Regions from separate parts of the Sus scrofa genome. Here region 1 is linked to region 2. A link is a contact called in public Hi-C data. All regions are on one chromosome and are shown on one strand. The core of a region is the stretch at or near the end of the contact, and the rest is flanking DNA. Distances in the headings are between cores, read along the strand shown. Region 1 overlaps LOC110257572 (a long non-coding RNA gene). Region 2 overlaps MKLN1 (muskelin).

Region 1 (4,827 bases), core at 1,722-4,221, 270 kb after region 2:
GAGCACTGGAGTACATGTATCTTCTTGAACTAGTATTTTCTTTCTCGTTTTCTTTTTGGATATATACCCAGGAGTGAAATTGCCAGATATTATTTTTAGATTTTTTTAGGTTTTTTTTTTTTTTTTTGGAGAAACATCTATGATGTTTTTCCTAGTGGTTGTCCCAGTTTACATTCCCAACAGTTTACAAGGGTTCCCTTTTCTCCACATCCTTGCCAACATTTGTTATTTGTCAACTTTTTTTTTTTTTTTTTTTTTTTGGCTTCACCCACAGCATATGGAGGTTCTTGAGCCAGGGATCGAATCTGAGCCACAGCTGTGAGGTATGCCACAGATGCAAGCTACACCACAGCTACAGCAGCGCTGGATCTTTAATCCACTGTGCCACGGCGGGAACTCCCTTGTCAACTTTTTGATGATAGCTGTTTTGCCCAGTGTGAGGTTATATCTCATTGTGGTTTTGATTTGCATTTCTGTAATAACTAGCAGTGCTGAACATCTCTTCGTGTGCCTGTTGACCATCTGTATGTCTTCTTAAATGTCTATCCAGGTCTTCTGTCCATTTTTTAATCAGGTTGTTTGTCTTTTTGATGTTGAGTTTGTATGAGCTGTTTATATATTTTGGATGTTAACCTCTTATTCATCATATCATTTGCAAATATTTTCACCCATTCAGTAGGTTGTCTTTTCATCTTGTCGGTTGTTTCGTTTGCTGTGACAGTAATTATCCTTCTAATATAAATGAATCTTGGATGTATTTTTAATAATTTCCTTAGGGTAGATCACTTGCAGTGAATTTATTAAGTCCAAGGAGTTGAACTCTAAAGATTCCTGATACCCTTTGCCTGTTTGTTTTCTAGAAAATTTGTGTGAAGTTATACACACATGCTCATCTTCATAATCTCTCAGTGAGTGTAATCTTTTTTCAGATCTTTAGACAAAAGCATTACATTATTTTTGGTTCATTTATTCAACCATTATTTAACAAGTACCCACTTTGTGCCAGGCTTGTGGCAGTTTTTAATGGCTATCAGTGAAGTTTAACGTTTTTATGTGCTTATTAGAACATTGTTTATTTTTGTAAGTGTTCTGTTCACGTCCATTACCAACTTTTCTATTGGGATGTAACTATTCTATAATTTACTTAATCTTTTCTGTATGTAGTGAGAGGGAGATTTGTGGGAAATATTTCTCCCAGCTTCTTTGATTTTTAGTTCTGCTTATGACCTTTTTTTTTTTTGAGATATAGAAGAATCTTTACATTTTATTTAGCTGAACAAATGATTTTTGTCTGTGTTTGTTTTTTTTTTTTTTTTTTTTTTTTCTGGGGTGACTTCCATTACCTTGGGTTTAGGAATTCCTTCCCATGTGGAAGTTAGAAAATATTCATTTAATTAAAATTTTTTAATTTCTTGGAGAAAGCCCACCAAATTAGAAGTAAAGTCTGAAAAAAAAAGATCTGAATAGATCTTTTTTTTCACACAGTAGATCTCTCAACATTGTGTGCTGAGTCATCTATATTTTCCCAGTTAATCTTTGATGCTTCTTTTATGTTTCAAAACCTTGTACTGTTGTATCTAGCTGCAGGAGTCCATGAGTTTTGGTGGATATTAGCACCCGAGTGGAGGATATAATACTTTTTTCCCACATTTTATTACAAAAATCTCAAGTATACAGCAAAGTCTAAAGAATTTTGTAATGAACCCCATATATACACCAACTGGATTCCACAATTAACATTTTAGTAACTTGATCATTTATTTATTCATGTGGTAGTTTTTAAACCTCCCGAATCATTATTTGAAATCAAAACTGGACTATCAAAGACATTTTCTATCATTCTGTTTTTTTTCTAATTTGTAGCTTTGATTTCCAGGAAACGTTTAGCAATTTATATTAATCCAGTAAAAGAGTGAACGTCACAATAGATACCAAGAGAAACTGGTTTGTTATGGTCATTTAATTTGTGAAGATGAGTTTGACTTTTCAGGGTTCCAACGATAAGTTTGTTTTTCAAACATAATTCTCCATTAAGGGCTTCGTCCTCACTATAGTACAGTTGCTTTTTGTTCTTTTGGCTGAAACTGAAGAGGACATTGAAGAAAGAGATAGAAAGGCCACAGAGTAGACCCCGAGATGCTTGTGGGAGTCTGTGGTGGGTGGGCCTGTTGGAGCTGGTGAGGGGGCCTGTGGGCCACAGTGGGCTTTGAAAGACTTTTGCCGGAGTCAGGCCACTTTCCTGAGCGGCTGTTATCAGGCTCTGCCACAGGAGCCCTTAGCGTGAAGGCTGCTTTGCCCAGGGCAGCCTGTCCCAGACCTGCCCTACTAATGTTTGGCTTTGAGTGTCTCTGGTTCACGGCAAGTGATTAGGTCGAATAAACCTTAGGTCAAGGAGCTTAGTCACCTCTTTCCAGCCTAAATGACAAGCACCCTGAATTCCCATGAGTTTTTGGTGCTTGACGGCATCCTGGCATAGACATTGGTTTGCAAGCGTGTCTTAACAGCAAACTGACCTGCTGCGTCTGCCTCTTGGTGCAGCATACAAGCAGCCAATGGAAAAATCGGCAACCTGCATTCAAAGATTTGGCCTTGGTCACAGTTAAAAATTAACCGTGGTTTAATTTTTGTACTGGGTTGTTCCCCCCCCAATCCAAACTCAATTTCCTGTTGCAGAATAAATTGATTTCATCGCGTCATATGGAAGACTTCTTTTCTTTATCCCAAACCTGTGATTTTAATGTAGAACATTGAATGTAGGTCAGTATTCACCTCTTTCTCAGAAATCTGGGAAGACAATTTTGGGTTTTTTTTTTTCACCCCCAGTTTCTCTGAATAATACTCCCCAGGTTGTTAAGAGCATTGATAAAGTTCCCCAGCCTCGGATCTAGAACTGGAATGTTAAAGCCCTTCGCGCCTACGAAAGGAATGAGGGCGTTTCCCGAGTTGGGCCAGAGAGGAAACCTCACTCACGGGAAGCTTCTGAGCGGACAAGCTGCTCGACCTCCGACCTCCTCCGGGAGACTCAGCCCGAGGTCCAGCGTCACCTTTGTTCTAAATTCTCTGCTCTTCATGAATGGCGGATAGTATTTTAGAAGTCTAGCCAACTAGTGCTTTGAAACGGAGGGAGAGCTACACTGAAAAGACTTAAGGTAATCTAAATGGATGTTCTAGTGATGTCAGTATTCAGAAGAGAGATCCTATTAGAGTGACTTTTCAGGAAAAAAAAAAAAGTTCCGTAACCTGAGTCCCCCCCCCCCCTCCCGCCACCATCCCCTCTCGCTTTTGCACTCCAGCAAGACGCAGCCTGTTGCTTCCCAAACCCGCAGAGCTGTTTCCTGTTCCTGGCCTTTGGGGAAGCCCCCCACCCTCCCAACTCTGCTGTCCACCTCCCCAGACACACCCTGCCCACAGCCCAGGGCAGCCTTCCGCGCCACAGATACACTGGTGGTAAAGGATGGAGTGTGTTTGGCTTGCATCAGTTTGCCAGGAGCAAGGGAGGGTAGCTACAAAGCACTGCTCTAACCTGTTATTTTCTGCACTATTAAAATGTAAAGCAGGCTGACATAAGAATCCACTCTTCTCCACCGGTCACCACCATAAGATTTATGAATCATTTGCTAAATCCACCGCCAGTTTTAAAATCCGGCTCCCAGGCTAGGTCTGCAGGAAATAAGCTTGTGAGATCATAAGTGCTATGGAGTAGGAAGTTATTTACTGGATCCTGCAGTGTTAGCACTGGGAATCCCAAGAAAGCTGCCTAATAAGCTGGGTTGTACCCATTTGGAACCTAGTGTCTCCAAAGGTGGGGGGGGTGAACATGTCAGAAACATCGAAAATGAGTTTAAATTAAAGCCTGAAGTTTTTAAATATAAAGCAAAGTTTGAGTACATTAGCTTTTAAGATAGAGATGCTGAAGAGAAACCCTAATGAAATACACTGTGGTGTTACTCTCAGGAATTAAAAATAACAACAGAGGACACAGTAACAAGGTTTTAGATGGATCAAGGATTCTTTCCAGGATGGAATCTTTATGATTTAACTGAGGGCCCTGTCAGAAATATTACCACTTTGATTATAAAAGTGTCAAGAGTTCCCATCGTGGCTCAGGGGTTGGCAAACCTGACTAGTATTCCATGAAGATGCAGGTTCAATCCCTGACCTCGCTCAGCCGGTTGAGGATCCAGCGTTGCCTTGAGCTGTGGTGTAGGTCACAGACATGGCTAGGATCCTGCATTGCTGTGGCTCTGGTGTAAGCCGGTGGCTCCGGCTTCAGTTGGACACCTGGCCTGGGAACCTCCATATGCTGCAGGTGTGGCCCTGAAAAGACAAAAAGACCAAATAAATAAATAAAGTATCAGTTAGCTGTAACCTAGTATGTACCAGTCATGACTAATGCAGGATCCCAGGTCACTGCAGTTGTATTTCCTGTGGCCTCAGTGTTGCAAGATCAGGATTAACAGGGATAATTCATTCCTGTGTTCAAGCCTCTGATTTTTCATTCATGGAAGCAGTAGGTGAGAACGGACCTCAGCCCAACACAGGTGCAAGAGATGAGTAATAGTAACAACAGTAGCTGACACTGTTAGCTGGGCACCGTATGCCAGGCACCAGGCCAAGTACTTTACGTGGCTGTCTGTTTTAATAAACAATCCTGTGTGGCAGGTATTATTACTATACCCATTTTACAGATAGGAAACTGTGGATTAGCGAGGTTACATCATTTCTTCCACGATTACACAGCTAGTTAAGTGGAGGAGCCAGGATTCAAATCACAGCACTCTGGCTCCTGAACCTAAACTCTTCATTTGTATCCTATTCGGTTTCCAT
Region 2 (5,253 bases), core at 135-2,634:
AAACATAGCGTGACTTTTTATTGTTATTAAATATAAGCTGAAACTGTATTTCTTAAAGTTTGTATGAGTAGAAATTGCTTTATTGTACCCTCATCCCTAGAGAGGGAGAAGGTCTGATTCTGAGGTCTTCTGCAGGAGACAGCCTGTGAACACATGCCTGTTAGATACCCCAAGAGCTGCACAGAAATTTCAAAGGGATGCCCAGTACCTACCAGAGGGTGTTATACCTTCGAGGAGATATTTTGTACAATCACACATGAGATTTTCAAGTGAAATCCTGGGGGACTATACATAAACCAGACAAGAAGCACAGTATAATGGTTAAAAGCATGGATTCAGGAGCCAGGGAATTTGGGTTCAGATCCTAGCACTTTTTAGCTGTGTGACCTTAGGCAAGTCACTTAATCTCTCTGGGCCTTAGTTTCCTCATCCATAAAACTCAGATAATAGTACTTCTCAGTTCACAGGGTTGTTGTAAGGATTAAAACAAGTTAATATTTAAAGGGTTGAATGAGTTACTATTTAAGTGTTACATGTAAAAAGTAACATAATCAGGAGTTTCTGTGGTGGTGCAGCAGAAATGAATCTTCCTAGGAACGATGAGGTTGCCGGTTCTATCCCTTGCCTTGCTCAGTGGGTTAAGGATCTGGTGTGGTAGTGAGCTGTGGTGTAGGTCTCAGACGCGGCTCGGATCTGGCATTGCTGTGGCTGTGGTATAGGCCAGCAGCTATAGTTCCCATTTGACCCCTTAGCCTAGGGACCCCCATATGCCTCAGGTACGGCCCTTAAAAAAAAACAAAACAAAGCAAAAGTAACATAATCAAGTCTCTAGGCCTGGAAACCTCAGTTGATTCTATGATTGACCCTGTCTCCAGGAAGGCCTTTGGTTGGCTCTGGCCTGTACTTACCCTCCAATTTCACCAGCATGAGGAGGCAGAAGATACCCGGGAAACTTTCATCTCCAGGCTTCCCCTTGAGCATTAGGCAAGGCACTTCTCTGAAGTCTTGCAAGCCAGAACCAACAACAGGGAGCTCTGTCTGGTGCCCAGGCTTGAAATGGGAATCCCTCATTGCAAACCCCTCAGTGCCTTGGTGGGCTCCCTGCTTGTGCTCTCACTAAATGCTTCACCAAGCCAAGGTTACAGAACACAAGGAAAAGCCCTAAGTGAGAAAGCTAAGAAGAGCAAAGAAACTAGCAGGTGGCAGGAAGAAGGATCACAGCAAGAGGAAACCCAACACACAACGAAAAAAGTAGAAAAGCTGAAGGAAGTGCAAGGAAACTTTTTTTGTTTCTCTATTTTTGACCCAGTGAAAAACACAAACACTAGCGAATAAACTGAGCAACAGAATCAGGCTGAGCCAGTGAAGGGAGGGACCAGGCAGCGGAACAGCAAATACATGCTCATTACCTCACCCTTCCTCCTGTGACCTGCAAGCATGGCCCCAGGGCCATTCGTTTCACAGCCTAATAATGATTTCATTTCACAGACTTCCTTCCACTTTTTTTTTTCTTAATAAAAGTCCATCACAGCTCTGTTTGGGGAATCAGAAACAGTATCTGTCTTTAGGAAATTTAACTGCCAACAGAGCTCAGATAAGCATAATTGAGAAGTAAAGAATAGTTGGTGTGACCAGGACAAATATCAAATCACAAATATTTGAAATTCTTCTCTTTCCCGGCTCTAAGTAGAGAAGTGCCTTTGTTTGCTGAATTGGCTCACAGACGCCTTGGCTTCTGTGTTGTGTAGGATGTTGAATGGGGAGGAGAAACCAGACGAAGGTCAAATATTTGTCAAATGCTTACTGTGTATCAGGTATTCTGCTAAATGCCAGAAATTCAACAGTAAACAAAACACACAAGCCCTTGTCCTCATGAAGCTAACACTTTTTTTACTTTTTAAATTACATATAAAGTTACCATCTTAGCTGTTTTTAAGTGAATGTTTCAATAGTGTTAAGTGTGTTTCTCCTGTGATGGAATCTCTAGAATTTTTCCATCTTGCAAAACTGAAACTCTGTGCCTATTAAACAATTCCCATTTCCCCTTCTTCTAGGCTCAGGATACCAATATTCTACTTTGCATTTCTGTGAATTTGCTTACTCTGGATTCATGTGGAATCATAGTGGTATTTGTCTTTTTGTGACCAGCTCATTTTACTTAGCATAATATCCTCAAAGTTTCTCCATATTTAGCATGTATTGAAATTTCCCTAGCTGTTTAGGGCTGAATAATATTCCACTGTGTGTATAGGCCACATTTTGTTTATCCATTCATCCTTGGATAGACATGTGGGTTGCTTCCATTTCTTGGCTATTGTGAATAATGCTGCTGTGAACATGGGTGTAAAGTATCTCCTTGAATTAACACTCTTTTAAAGAGTTTATTCCATCATATTTGGGTTCCTTATTTGCCCATTAGTTGGCCCAATTCGATGGGTAAATGCACAAGGATCTGTGTTATCTTTGCATTCCAACTTCCTATACAGTCCTAACACATAGTAGGAACTCAATAAATATTTGTTGAACAAAATAATTTATTTTTACACTTCTTAGTCACTACTGCTGCAGCTGGCTATTTTACATATTTTAATAAATAAGTTTTGCAATTTTAATGAATGCTATTTTGATTATATTTACATACTAAGCCAGTTTATCTAAGGGGATTGGTATTAAAAAATCTAAATCTCCATCAAAGTTCACTTTCTAGATGAAATGCTATTGACAATTCCTTCCCACTCGCTTTGGTTAAAATCAACTGTTGCTGCTCTTATTTCTCTCTTTCCTTCTCTCTCTTTTCCTGAAGTCATAGCACTGTGTAGATCTTGAGGACCTCATTACGGATCTCCTCAACTCATGGGACGTCGTATTGAACAGATCTAGGCATGGGCCTAGAGTTTGGTTCTCTCAGCCCAAAACCTCACATTGAAGGTCATTTTGTACAAGGCACAGCATAAACAAAGCATAGCCCTACCTCTGGAGGAACTCTGTCTTGTGGTTCTGTCTGGTTATTCTTGGCCACAATTTAAGGTCTCAGGTTTTGTTGTTGTTTTTTTTGTTTTGTTTTGTATTTTTAGGGCTGCACCCTCGGCATATGGAAGTTCCCAGGCTAGGGGTCTAATCGGAGCTATAGCTGCCGGCCTACACCACAGCCGCAGCAATGCCGGATCCTTTAACCCACTGAGCGAGGCCAGGGATCAAATCTGCAACCTCATGGTTCCTATTCGGATTCATTTCTTCTGCACCACAATGGGAACTCCTGAGGCCTCAGTTTTCTTGGGTGTAGAAAATAGTATTTACCTCCGTTCCCCATGAAAAACACAGACACAACTCTAATATTTATAGAGCACGAGGAACTGAAAGACATTGTCAAAATTCTGAGTAGCCTGTATTTAATGATAATTACTATATGTAGTATCAGCAGTTTTAGAAGCTAGTTAAATAATCTTTTACATAATGGATATTTAGAATTATGATTTATGGTCAAGGTAGCATTGCTGTACATAAATCTTTAAGATACTTGCTTAGCTCCAAACACAAAGCAATTGTTTTTAAAATGTACAAGAGAAAAATTAAAAGACACAGTTGGCCCCAAATATAACCTTTTCTATGGACCAGAAATACAAAGCAATGGATAGGACTGAAGATATTGGACTCCAGGCCTGAAAGGAGGCAGAAAATTCTGCAATGGGGCTTCTGCAGGGGAAGCGAAACTAAAAGTGATCTCCATGGGGTGAGGGAAGTGGGTGGGAACCAGACCAGATTCACTGCTTGAAACCATGGACTAGACTGAGAGCCCCCATCCTCATACGCTCAAACTGGCTTGTTAAAGAAGTTAAAAAACCCTGATCACTGACTATGATGGGCCTTTCACGAAGGAACTGTGAGCAGGAAGACAGGACCCATGATAGGAAATTGGATTAAGCAACCAAACACAGGCCTCTGTGATTGACCCTATGGCATCTCCATCAACACCATAAGGGAAGAGAATAGATAAACTCTCTTTGCTCAGGCAACATGATTGTCTATAAAGAAAATAATTAAACAGACTATACCAAAAAAAGTGTTAGAACTAAAAAGACAATTCAGCAAAGTTGCTGGGTACAAGGTCAACACAAAATTCAATTGCATGGAGTTCCCTGGTGGCTTAATAGTTAAGGATTTGTTTTTGTTACTGCTGTGGCTCCTGTGGCTCAGTTCGACCCCTGGCTCAGTAACTGGAACTTTTGTATGCTGCAAGTGCACCCAAAAAAAAAAAAAAAAAATTCAATTGTAATCCTATATCTCAGGATTTATCCAATACAATATTTAATAGCAAATAAAAAGATATCATCCTTGGAGTTCCTGTCATGGCGCAGTAGAAACTAATCTGACTAGGAACCACGAGGTTGCAGGTTCTATCCCTGGCCTTGCTCAGTGGGTTAAAGGATCCGGCATTGCTGCGAGCTGTGGTGTAGGTCCTAGACACAGCTCCTGTGTTGCTGTGGCTATGGCTGTGGCCGGCAGCTGTAGCTTTGATTAGACCCCTAGCCTGGGAACCTCCATATGCCGCAAGTGAGGCCATAAAAAGTAAAAAAAAAAAAAAAAAAAAAAAAAAAACCATCCTTAATCTCAATAAACAATAAAGCACATAAGATAAATATAACACAAAATGTGGATTTTTATGTATAAATAAAATACAGACTTTATGCATAAAATATTTTTATGGAAAAAGTTAACTAAGATTTGAATAAGTGGAGATATACCATATTCATGAATTTGAATATTCATTATAATGAAGATATCAGTTCTTCTAAAGTTAATGTTTAATATGAGTGCAAACCCAATTAAAAAAAATCCCAATCAGCTTATGTAACATGGAACGGTGATGACAAAATTCATGTGGAAGAGTAAAGGATTGATTTTTTTTTTTTTTGTCTTTTTTTTAGGGCCACACCTGTGGCATATGGAGATTCCCAGGCTAGGGAGGGAGGCCAGGGATCAAACTCATGTACTCATGGTCACTAGTCAGATCCATTTCTGCTGAGCCACGACAGGAGCTCAAGATCCAACTCATTTTAGTAGTTGGGGATTCCTTTGACTGCAAGTAAAAGACTATAAAACTTAAAATGGCTTAAATAATAAGAGATTTCAAATGAAAACTGGAAGGGAGGACCACCAGGACCAGTCCTGGGGCTGCTAAACACCAACTCTGAAGAAGAATGAAAGCTTGCCTCTACCCTGATCCTTGTCTGTGTCCTTATTTTCTACCTGTTT

Evidence for each region. A called contact is a pair of places that touch in the nucleus more often than the background predicts.
Region 1: a Hi-C map of liver shows a contact between it and region 2, with 2.7 times the contacts expected there. The contact joins two enhancer-like sites. A contact is called at or near these places in 2 of 47 Hi-C or Micro-C datasets (liver and skeletal muscle) and 1 of 2 datasets of contacts at active chromatin or transcription factors (alveolar macrophages).

What each region holds. Positions count from the first base shown.
Region 1 is chr18:18,013,625-18,018,451 of Sscrofa11.1, forward strand. The region is part of intron 1 of LOC110257572 (a long non-coding RNA gene); the gene reads left to right. Among named protein-coding and RNA genes, the nearest start is that of MIR29B-1, 24 kb to the right of the region's middle. Within about 2 kb of position 2,972, at least 15 of the 83 cell types and tissues checked have an H3K27ac peak or open chromatin away from gene starts, as enhancers often do. A contact at or near this core is called in liver, where this site is marked.
Region 2 is chr18:17,744,412-17,749,664 of Sscrofa11.1, forward strand. The region is part of intron 2 of MKLN1 (muskelin); the gene reads right to left. All of the region lies in intron 5 of LOC106506781 (a long non-coding RNA gene), which reads left to right. Among named protein-coding and RNA genes, the nearest start is that of MKLN1, 85 kb to the right of the region's middle. Within about 2 kb of position 1,385, at least 18 of the 83 cell types and tissues checked have an H3K27ac peak or open chromatin away from gene starts, as enhancers often do. A contact at or near this core is called in liver, where this site is marked.